Regions from separate parts of the Mus musculus genome. Here region 2 is linked to region 1. Evidence: chromatin contacts called from public promoter capture Hi-C data. All regions are on one chromosome and are shown on one strand. The core of a region is the stretch at or near the end of the contact, and the rest is flanking DNA. Distances in the headings are between cores, read along the strand shown. Region 1 holds the start of Tceal8 (transcription elongation factor A (SII)-like 8). Region 2 has its middle 22 kb from the start of Bex3.

Region 1 (5,626 bases), core at 1,511-4,010:
TCAATTCCTAGCAACCACATGGTAGCTCATAACTATCTGTAATGGGATCTGACGCCACCTTCTTATATGTCTGAAGAGTGTCAGTGTCCTCCCATTTGTACCATGTCTGTGTAGAGACCAGAAAAGGGCACCAGATCCCCTGTCACTGGAGTTAAAGGGAGTTAACATTCCAACATTTCAGAAGCTGAAGGATTGCCATGAATCCCAGCCTAGCTAGCCTGGGCTACAGAATAAGACATTGCTTCAAACCAAACAAACTGCCAGCTATAGTGGCACCACCTGTAACTGAACACTGGGGCTGGGGGTTCAACTGGAATTCAAGGAAACCCAGCGGGATCTTTATACTTAAGACCCCACTGGCAGGATCCAGCAGACTTGGCCCTAGTTGGTAGGCAGGACAGGTCCCAGGGAAGAAAAGGGTGGGAACTCAGCAGAAGAAAAATGGCACGGAAGCCCAGCCCCCACCCCTCTGCATCTGAACACAGGCTGAGTGAGGCCATGTCCTCTCTCAAATATGGCATACTATGTTCCACACAGATCCCTGTGAGGCAAGTATTTCCCCCATGAAAAGACCAAGTCTTAACCAAGTGTGTCTATAATGATTGCCAGTTTTATTCCTCTGGCTAAGGAAGCCAGAGGGAATTCCAGGTTTACATTTCTGTTTAATAGTTCATCAAGAGTTTAGTGCCTTTATTGCCTCTACAAGCTGGTTACAAATTAATTTTAATTAACTCCCACTTATTAAAAAAATCTGCAGTTCTTTGTGAGACACGTATTCATTAAAAAAAATCAACATAAGTAAAAGGCAAAATTAAAACACACCACACCAAAAATAAGCACTGTAAATTTTTTGATACGTATAATTATACATGTACACACATAATTAGGAATTTTCCTATCTATGTGAGTTGATCCTAACTATGCTGCTGTTTTTTTCAATTTGCTGTCTAATTGTATATTTCCATGCATAAATGTGAAACTTTCCAACTGAAAGATAAACGTGGAAAATGGGTCAAAAATCCAAAATCCAATGAGATGCTGGTAACAACGAAACTACATAACAGAAAATACCGCCAGGTAATTATTATTAAAAGTAAAATGAAGTTCAAAGATACATCAGAAAATGCTAAGAGAAAGAAAGCAGCAGCCACATTTCAATATCAGAGAAAAAAACGATTTCAAGGCCTGAAGCACACAGGGTAAGGACGGCTTCGGGAATGTCTTTGCTTCCAATGCATCAACACGAACTTGTTTCTTACTCTTCTTATCTCTTCCCTAAGCCTTTCCAACTCATCTACGCCTCTTATCACTTCTTCGGGGTTCAGATGCCTTGCGGGAGTGTCCTCTTTGGGCTCTGGGCTGGGTTCAGCAGGCTCTCCTCTATGGCTCCCTTCAGTTTCCTCCCTCACATTTTCTCCAGAAGCCTGAAGAGTTTCTCCTGCCTGCTGTGGTGGATCTTCTGAAGGATGGCCTTCGTCTGCTTTTGGTGTGTTCTGGGGTGTTCCTTCGTTCTCGTCACAAGACTTTTGCATGTTGATTATTTTCTTAATGAATTAATCCTAGGGGGATAAAAACAAGGAAACAAAACCGACTAGGTGTCAGGCAGATGGACAAGCTTTTGTGTTCCCATAGCGACTGACTTTTGTTTCAGGTCACTTAATTGCCAAAAAGTTTTCTAACTAGACAAGTCAGGTTCTGAGCTCCTGACTCCACCCCTTCCTCCACCCCCCCCACCCCCCCCTTGCTCTCCAACTCCATCTTCTCCTGTCCCGGCTCCAGCCCACCATTTTCCCAGCAGGCCCTGCAACAAACCTCTCCTAGCACTGAAATGGGAGCGGCGTGGAAGCAATTAACCCTTCCCTCACCACATGGCTCTAACACTCCCGCCCTTTCGGGCTTTTCCAAGTCATCCCATCCTCAGCTTCTCACCAGCAACAGTCAGGTCAGCGGTCTCCTCTCTCTTTTAAATGTCTTTAGCCTCTCCCTTTCCTTCCTTCACCCCATTTCCGCAGCAGGATTTGCAGGGGCCTTCTGTGCTTAATCCGGATGGGAGGCAGCCGTGACGCCCCTGGGATGTGCTTTGGTGTCTTCCACACTCCTACCCCCACCCAAAGGGACCTGAAGCAATTGCACCCTTGCACTGACCTGTAGGTACCTGGAGATTTTCCTCTCTTCTTGCACCTCGATTTATGTCGCGCTCAAAAGATCAAGAGTGCTGAAGAAAGACAGGAGTTCTTGGTGAGCACACTAGTGCCTAAATCAAAAGGTCTTGCTAACGGATAGCACAAAGTTTTTCCACATCCCCCTCTTCTCCCTCCCTTTGTGGCAACCCCGCCTTCATCTGTACCCTGTTTCCCAGCAAGAGGGCAAAGAATCAGACAAGTTTTCCCCACAGTGTTATTGTTTCTTCTCTCCGTCTCTCGCAGTTCTCCTTTCCCCGTCTCTTTTCTTTCTCTGCCGGACTCGGTTAGCTACCTCCCTCCCAATCTGCCCCATCCCTCATCAAGCAGCCCCAAACCTCTCGCACAAAATAGTTTAGCAGAACCCTAGGATAAGAGAAAGAGTGCGGGATGAGCGTGCTTTCTGTTCTCTGCTCCCTCCACCCTATGATCTCTTAAGCCAGCGCCCACTATTAAAGTACCTGGAAGTAGCTGGGCCACTCTTCTCTAGCAGGACAGAGCTGCTACTGGGGAACTGGGCCTAGACTATAAGGACTTCTGCACACGTCGACTGCTGGTCACGTGAGGATCGCGTCATCAATGAGCTCCAGCCTTTGGTTACCCCTCCCATTAACATGCAGCCCGCCCCCTACATTCCCTTCACTAGATACTGTCAATCTTTTTTCCTATTTGCCAATAGGAGACAATAAAACTCGTCTCGTCACCAAGTAGTATCTATTCACCTTACTCAGATTACCAGGAAAAGAGCAGTCTTTTAGGGTACGTCGACCAATTCTCCTAATTTGGGAAGTCAGCTCTTTCTCTCCCTTGCTCCCTATACTTCCCTTCCCCTCCCCCCACCAAATCCTACAGTCCACCATTTCTCTGGGAAGCTTCTCTGTCTTTAAAATGGGGGAAGGTTGTAGATGTGCGCTTGTGGGGGTAGCGGAAGAATAAAAGCCTAAGGAAGGGATGTTTAGCTTCTTGAGTCGTTTTCTGTGGTGTTCTGTTGTAAGAATCAGGGTTTAAAATGATATTTAAAAAGAGATACTTCATATTCACTATTTCACACTAGATGAGGAGAAAATAACTTCATTAAATCAATTTTAAGGTTTCAAAAAGTATTCTAATGACTGCAAGTGAAAGCACAGTATTTACAACATATTGATGTGTTGGGGTTTTTTAAAAATCTTACTAAAATGGCATCGTTTGCAAACCGACTCTGAAAACAGCCGATTTGTTTCGTTAGTTTTGTCTCCGCAATCCACGACTCTCTTTGCCTGAGCTTAGGCTATTATTAGACGTCTGAACTTTTAATTGATGACTGCTGGCAGCTCCCACTTGCAAATAAAGGCTTCAGACAGACTTCTTTTCCTTGTCCTTTGTGGGAGCCAGTGTCTTTGTTAAACAGAAAAGCCTGCTTTTCACTCAGTGAACTTTCGTGGGACTCAACGAAATATGTTTGTTGGTAAACTTTTGTTATTAAGAACAGAATGTTTGTAAGGAAAGAGCGCTCACAATGAAGCAGAAAGGAGGTAACTCTTTGTATGTCACTATTGACTGTGGGGCTTATTAAGCATGTAGGGTTTTCCATTCATTCATTCATTCATTCATTCGTGGAACTCTAGATACCCTGGTAGGATTCAAAGTGCTCCATTAAAACAAGAGCCATCTCAGAGAACTCCATACCCTACCATAGAGCTATGTACACCACATGTTCACTGCTGCTTTCTTCACCATAGCAAGGAATAATGTTCAGCTTAAAAAAAAAAAAGAATGAAAAAATGTTGTTACAAAATTTTCAGGAAAATAAACGCACTTAGAATGTTTAATATTCACTGAGATCACACAGTATCAGAAGGAAAATAAATCACATAGTCTTCCCCATAAGCAAAACCTAGTCGATAATATATATGTATATAAACGAATTTACATGTAGGCACAGTATAACATTCAGAAATGAAAACAAGAAAGTCTAATATTTGGAGGTGAGGAAGGATTGAATGCAAAGAATGGACATGAGATAGGAAGAGGACAGAAATCTAATCATTTGCCTAGTTCTAACTTTGCTGTGGATTTCTTCTTTTCTTTTCCTTGTTGCTGATAGATAAGTGCTTACAATACATTCAGTAGTGTAGGTGTAAGCTCAAACGCGCAGCCTCACAGCTTCAGAACAGATATTTGAACTGTACTCCTAGTTCTAACTTTGTCCTGGATTTTTTCTCTTTTCTTTCTTTTCTTTTCTTTCTTTCTTTCTTTCTTTCTTTCTTTTCTTTTTCTTTTCTCTTTTTCTTTTTGGTGATAGGTGTATATTCACTAGAGACAGCATAAACTCCAATGGGAAGTGCCACAGCTTCAGAACAGGTATTTTAACTGCACAGAAGTCCATTGAGAGGCATAGACTTCAGTTCTCCGTAATTTCATTGCCTGGCATTTTTTTTTTTAATTTTCAAGTTTTTTTTTTTACAATAAAGTTTATAAAAATAAACTATCAACATGCATAATTGTTGTTATCAAAAAAGCAGAGAGGATATTACTAGGGTGTTTAAAAAAAAAAGAACAGCACTATTTTAAAGAAGAAACAGAGCTTCTGAAAGCCACAGTTCACTAGTATCTGCAGGAGTGGTGCTATTTGCAGTGGTTATCTATCTATCTACTTGGAGAATCAAGGGAAAGACAATTCGGTGTGGCTAGGACTGTCTCTTGGCAAGTGTGATCACAGCAGGATGTATTTGCACAAAAAAGTCCACCACTGTGAAAGAAAGGCTCTCAAAAATAGATGTTTTGTTGGCTTAATGTTTAATAATTTATAATTAAGCACAAATGGGAGATATGTTTTCTATTATTTGAGGAGTGTGTAACATAAATTATAAATTATATTTCTATTTGAGGAGTGTGTAACATAAATTATAAATAATTATAGTTCCTTACCACTCACAACAAAATGTTTCCACTCTTTGTGATGCTACCGTTGCATTTTTATATTATAATTCTATGAATTTTAATGTTTGGATTCTTTTTTTTTTTTGGTTTTTTGAGACAGTGTTTCTGTGTATAGCCCTGGCTGTCCTGGAACTCACTTTGTAGACCAGGCTGGCCTCAAACTCAGAAATCTGCCTCTGCCTCCCGAGTGCTGGGACTAAAGGCGTGCGCCACCATGCCCAGCCTAATGTTTGGATTTTTAAAACATCACTACAGCCAGAACATAGTTCATTATCCCCCCCCCCACCATCCATCTATTTTCCACCTTTCCCTCTCCCTTGCCTCTCCCTTGCCCCCCCTCTCTCTGTCTCACTCTCTCTCTGAGACAGGGTTCAGGGTTTCTCTCTGTAATATCCCTGGCTGTCCTAGAATTCACTCTGCAAACTAGGCTGGCCTTGAACTCACAGAATTCTGCCTACTGATGCCTCCTCCCAAGTGCTGGGATCAAAGGCATGTACCACCACTGCCCAGCTTCTCCCAGTTTC
Region 2 (6,128 bases), core at 978-3,477, 120 kb after region 1:
TTTATAGAACTGAACAAATCATTCTCAAAAGAGAAATACAAATGATATAAACATTTCAAAAATTAACCAAATCATTCGACTTCAGAAATGTTTAAACTTATATTCCTCAGAGCCCTACTCAGAATGGCTTTTATCAATAAAACCAAATGATAACAAATGTAAGCAAGAGTGTGTTGCTGGACGTGGTGGCACACGCCTTTAATCCCAGCATTTGGGAGGTAGAGGCAGGTGGATTTCTGAGTTCGAGGCCAGTCTTGTCTACAGAGTGAGTTCCAGGACAGCCAGGGTTACACAGAGAAACCCTGTCTCGAACCCCCCTCCCCCAAAAAAGAGTGTGAGGAGATAAGGAACCTTTATCCACTGTTGTGAGTGTAAACTGATGAAATGGAAGTAAGTGTGAAATTTTTTTTAAAAGATCAAAAGTGGAACTATCATATGACCTCGCCATATATTCAAACTCTGTAACCTATCATGGGGATAACTGTCCATTTATTTTCTATTATATCTATTACAAAAAGGTGGTTCTTGAAACACTGTTTCCTGCTACCAGGATAGCCCTTGTTATTAAAGTTACTTTCCTTGTTCAGCCATTCACAGAAGAACTCTTTTATAAGACAGCAGATACCTGTGACCTTTGTGACTGCCTCAACTCAGCATTGCAGGTTGAGTGTCTGGAAAATTTTGGAAATATTAGTAGGAAGCCAACATGTTAGAAACTCTTAACCTTCTAAAGTATAAAGTCCCTGTAGTTTTCTTCTTTTGTGTCCTTAGGGGGTCTGTTAAAACATAATTATGAATGTGACCCAACCCCAAATTAGAAGCCTACTTAAAAATTTTACTGTTTATTAATGTTTCTTTGGAGCTTCATTGCACAGCTCTTGAGCATGAAATTTGTAGATGATAATGTAATGTTGCAATGTCAAAATTGGACACTCTTGGTTTAGATCTTAGATTTTGCACAGAATGAATTTTGCTATGTCATCTAAGCCTTTTGAAGAAAGAGATAGAAGTACTTTGGGAGACAGACACAAAAACAGGGAAACAGTTTTAAGTCTATTTAAAAGTCATCCTAGTACACACACACATGCATATGCACACACACACACACACACACACACACACACACACATACACACGCATATACGCACGCATATACACACATGCACATGCACACAATTTTCAGTATACCAAGTCAGGTAGATCATGACCAACTATGCAGACAGAGGGGCTATTGCATATTGGTTAGTGGATACCCTTCTATATGGGAGAAAATATCAGCAGTGGTAGGTAAAATTTTTTAAGATTAAGCCAATGTATGACTGAAGTGGTTAGATTTCTGACAACTAAATTAATCTACTGGAGCCCCAAAAGATATTGCTTGGTTTCCTTTTACTTATACTACTCTTCCATGGCCAAGATTTATTTTTGCTTTTTGTTTGTTTTGGACAGGGTACTTAAAATTTTAATATATTAAAATAATGAGCTCCATTATGACATATCCATATACACATCATAATGTGATCTTCTGCAAATCACTTTCTCTGCAGATTCCATTCTTTTTTTTCTAGCGATATTCCTATTTTTTATGTCCTTTTTGCCCAGATTCCATGTATAAGATTTAAAAAGAAAACACTTGTCACTGTCATTTTTAAACATATTTGTTCTATTTAATTATTTAGTATTTATTTAGGCAGTTACTTTAAAAAAAAACAAAACAAAATTTTTGATCACAGAAACATGCTTAATTTCACCAAATTGGACAGGCTTCTGCCAATTGCCTGCTTTCCTGCTTGGTTTCGTAAATGAGTTTGCTCTCTCAGGTGGGTTAAAGGGTGATGTTGTTTTGCTTTCAGAAAAATGAAAAGACAAGGAAGGGAGGGCTGTGAGGGAAGCATTTCCAGTCTGTTGAACATCCTGCGAATAGCGGTTGCCATAGAAACCTGACATCATTACGGTGACCTTGAGGACTTTTAAATGGAAACCAGCATGATCTATTACAGAGAGTAGGGGCCAGTCTCTAGGGATATGTTTTGTTCACATAACCTGGTCAGAGTTCTTTTAATTTCCTGAGTCCCATCCCACTTTCTCTCACTATGCTTTCTCAGGTAGCCTGAAGGTGAAGGCATTTTATATTCAGAGAAAGTCTAGGGCACAAGAGAGGATGAGCGGGGGCGTCTCTATACAGCAGCCTGTGGATGGCGGTTGCTATAGAAACCTGACGTCATTAAGGCTAGCAGGATAGCTTTTGTGTGTGTGTGTGTGTGTGTGTGTGTGTGTGTGTGTGTGTGCAGCACTAGGTGATCTGGCAAGAAGAGCCGGAAGTTCCCTGCCCCCAAGTATTTGGACTGAGCTGAGAATGTGATTGTTTTATGGTGGGGAGGGGGTGACCTTCAATAATTACAGACCCAAGTCCTTTGGTACTGCACGATCTCTTGTAGGAGAAAGATGTGGATTCCTCCTGGTTACACAGAGTGAGTGAACTGTCCTGGTTCAGGGTGCCCAGGAGCCATTTTTCTATGAAAATGTGGGGTGTTCATGGAGAATAAAATAGGCACCTGGGCCTGCTCTCTGCCCAATTCTCCCTTTGTGAAAAGGAGACAAGAATGCTCATCCACCGGATCTCTGAGATCTTCAGTGGTAATATCCACTTAAACCATCATCAGTGATTTAGATGACTGTCTTGACTGTTAAAAGATGCATTTGTTTTGATGGTCTTGCTAAGAATCTGATTTTAACACAGACATTTCTTGATTTTAAGAGACCTTGTTCACTACATTGTTGACCATTTCATATCTGCTTTAAAAAATTCTGAATGATTACAGTTAAAAAATATGATGTATATTGAGCATGTACGTATAATGAGTGGGTGAAGGCCAGAAAAGGGTGTTACATCGCCTGGAACTAGATATACTGACCTTTGTGGCTCACCAAGTAGGTGCTGCAAACCCTGGCCAGGTCTTCTGTGAGAGCAACAAGTCCTCTTAATCACTGGGCCAACTCTGAAGTTCAACCTGCCAACCTTGAAAAAAACATTTATCATTTTCTTCTTTGCTCCATAATGACAATAGACACCTTGTAATCAAGTAGGCCTAAGTTTCATTATTATTTACCAACCCATAAGGTTTCATTTTTAAGTTAGTCAGGTTCTCTGTCCCACCTACTGCCTATCCTGTCTTCAGGCAAACATAGCAATCTAACATTATAGAAGATTTGTATATCTTGGAAATGTATTTAGATAGAATCAGAATTTAGAGATATCATGCTTCTTTCATTCATTTTGTATGTGTGTTTAAATTGCTCTATTTTGTTGCATATATTTTTTTAATTTGTAATACTAAATAGTATAGCAATATATGGCTTCACGAAAAATTTTAAAGATTTATTTTTATTTTATGTGTGTATGTGTTTGCCTCCCTATAAGTTTGAACACCACATGCATGACTGGTGGTGCCCATGGAGAGGGTGTTGGGTTCCCTGGAGCTGGAGTTACAGACAAGTTGTGAGCTCTCATGTGGTCTTTGAAAATTGAACTCAGGTCTTCTGGAAGAACAATCAATGATATTGGCTACTGAGCAACCTCTTCAGCCACACAGATTTTAATTTATTTACCTGTTGGCTATTGTTTAGGTTGCTTTCAATTTCAATCTCTTTAACATAGAGCTGATATGAACTTATACAAATAAGCCTTTTTAAGGAAATGTTTTCTTTCTCCCGGGTAAAAGCCTAAGAATGGAATGACTTGAGGATTATTTACATTTTTAGAAACTGAGATTTTTTTCCAAAGAAATTGTCATGTTTGTCATGGCCACCAGAAGTGGGTATGAGAGTTTCATCCTCCACAAACTTGCCAGGACTTGGTATGACAAGCCTTCAATTGTGGTTATTCTCATGGGAGTGTTGACATTCCCATTAGAGTTATCTGTTTCTCTTTCTTCAGGATCAAGGATGTTGATTTTGTATGTTTCTCTTAGTGGGGCATCTATTAAAACTTCTGGTGTATTTATTGATCGAACTGTCTATTTTCTTAATGGCTTTTGTGAGACTTTCTGGGGGAAACAAGAAGTCCTTTAATCTGATGCATGATTTTCAAACATTTATTTTCCCAGACAGGGGCTTATCTTTATTGTTTTCTACCATATACTTGAAAGAGTGTATGCCTTTTACTTTACAGAAGTCCTAGCACTTTAGTTCTTGGGGGAAGAAAAGGGGATTTGTTATATCCAAGGATGTTGCTCCTAATCCATGGTCCTGAACATTGATTGTTTTCTGCTGCAAGACTCGCATTTGGGTTGGTTTTTTTTATCAATTATTTTTTAGATTTATTTTCATTTTTCACTGTGTATATGCTTGTGTGTTTATGTATAGGCTATGTGTATATGGAGACTGGAAGAGATTGTCCATCCTTCTGAACTTGGATCCTCTGTAACAGCAAAGTGCACTCCTAAACTCTGAGATGTCTCTCTAACCCCATTAGACCAATTGTTCATTTTGAGTTGATTTTTGTATCCTACCACTTAGGATGTATCTATGTTTATATTTGTGCATGTAGATATCCACTTGTCCTGAGATAAGATGGAAATAGGGGCCATCGAAGGGGACATGGGTGGCAAAGAGACCCTCATCCTGTGATCTAGTTTGATTTTTTTTTTTTGCTAACTGACAGGAAACCTTAACCCAAACTCATAAAAGCCAAACTATCCTGCTGATATTATGTAACAATTCTTAAAGACTTCTCAAAGTTTTTTTTAAATAAGTGAATAACCCAGTGTCTGAAGATTACTCATTATTTAATAGTATTTGTTGTCTACCAGAATATGGGGAATACATCAGCATATTATCTCAGCAATGATTTGTCCCATTCATTGTCCAGGCACTACATAGTAATTGGCAAATTTTTGCTAATTATTTCATATTTCCTGGTGCCATTTTAAGTGACAGGTATTTTAAATTACACTTCCCACATATTTTACTGTAGTCAACTGTCTTCAGGTAAATCTTAATAGAGGCTATTAAAGACTCGTTTAGGTTGAAATGTTAGGTTACTTGCTCTATGATCAAACAAGCCCTTGATGCTAACATATATCTGTGTCTCAGTTCCAGCATTTGAAGTTGCTGGGAATGGAGTGAATTATAAGTAAATAAACAAATGTCCAAGGCCCAGTTTTGTGGAAGACTTCTATGACAGCCATCTGTCAAATGCTTGCTCCAAACGGAATCAGTATAATCAGAGGTTCTCTTCTTTTGTCCCCCAGTAAGTTCTCTCAAGGAGATTGTGGTTGGAAAGAGTAAAGGTGTTACATTTGAATATCTATGTATGCATCTGCAACTCTTGGAATGTTTGTATTGTGAAGAATACTTCTAGTTAATGATTTTCATAATATAATTATCTCCCAACACAGAAAGGACAAGGTTAGTACTTGTGCGGTAGTACTTGTGTGTTTTCCTGGCCAGTATACAGAGTTCAACAGTGACTGCCGTGCGGTTTGGTACAGATGTGGTATTTTATGTGTGATTCTTGCCATAACGCTTGTTACCATGACACCTGCTAAGTGTTGCTTCTGTACCTCCTTCCCTGTGCAGTTACTAGGCTACAAGCGTTATTTGTTATTGAGTATAGTTTCACTTTTAATGAATTTGTCTCTCTCAATACTACTAGAGATCCCTGTTCTTTTTAAGAAGAATACTCCATTATCATCACAATATATTTTGACGCTTACGTTATCCTGTAATTTGCCCGTGGAAGGATACAGATTCAAGTCGACCCTGCTGTTCATTTATTATATGCCTAGAATTTTGGACCTTGTGACTAGCCCCGGGATGGAAACAATGGCGCCCACCTCAGTATTTTGAGAACATGAAGACAAAGGCTAGAAAATAGCAACATACGGAGAGTGATATGCAGAAAGTCTTCAGCGAATGCTAGTTGCTGGTGGCACTATGAGTCTTATTTCTATCAATGTCTGGTCTCTTCTATGAGACAAACAAGAGGACTGCAAAGAGAACATGCAGAAAGTAGACAACAAGCTGATACATGTTTTCAGTATGTATGAGTCATCACTGTCTGTGTGTTGGGTGTGTGTGTATGTGTGTGTGTGTGTGTGTGTGTGTGTGTGTGTGTGTGTGTGTGT

The links. Promoter capture Hi-C pulls out the DNA fragments that hold promoters and counts their contacts.
Region 2: a contact with region 1 is called in a promoter capture Hi-C map of second pharyngeal arch cranial neural crest. The contact joins the enhancer-like site here to the promoter of Tceal8 in region 1. A contact is called at or near these places in 8 of 39 promoter capture datasets (3T3-L1-derived adipocytes, the HPC-7 cell line, cranial neural crest and 2 more), 5 of 484 Hi-C or Micro-C datasets (embryonic stem cells, muscle stem cells, stem cell-derived neural stem cells and 1 more), 13 of 115 datasets of contacts at active chromatin or transcription factors (cardiomyocytes, embryonic fibroblasts, embryonic stem cells and 4 more) and 2 of 9 other capture datasets (adipose tissue and macrophages).

What each region holds. Positions count from the first base shown.
Region 1 is chrX:136,169,491-136,175,116 of GRCm38.p6, forward strand. Tceal8 (transcription elongation factor A (SII)-like 8) reads right to left here and starts at 2,761. Exons shown (of 3, transcript NM_025703.3): 1 at 2,642-2,761; 2 at 2,146-2,215; 3 at 1-1,559. The coding sequence starts at 1,532. The coding sequence ends at 1,179.
Region 2 is chrX:136,288,959-136,295,086 of GRCm38.p6, forward strand. No RefSeq gene overlaps it. Among named protein-coding and RNA genes, the nearest start is that of Bex3, 22 kb to the left of the region's middle. Within about 2 kb of position 2,228, at least 55 of the 459 cell types and tissues checked have an H3K27ac peak or open chromatin away from gene starts, as enhancers often do. A contact at or near this core is called in embryonic stem cells, second pharyngeal arch cranial neural crest and trophoblast stem cells, where this site is marked.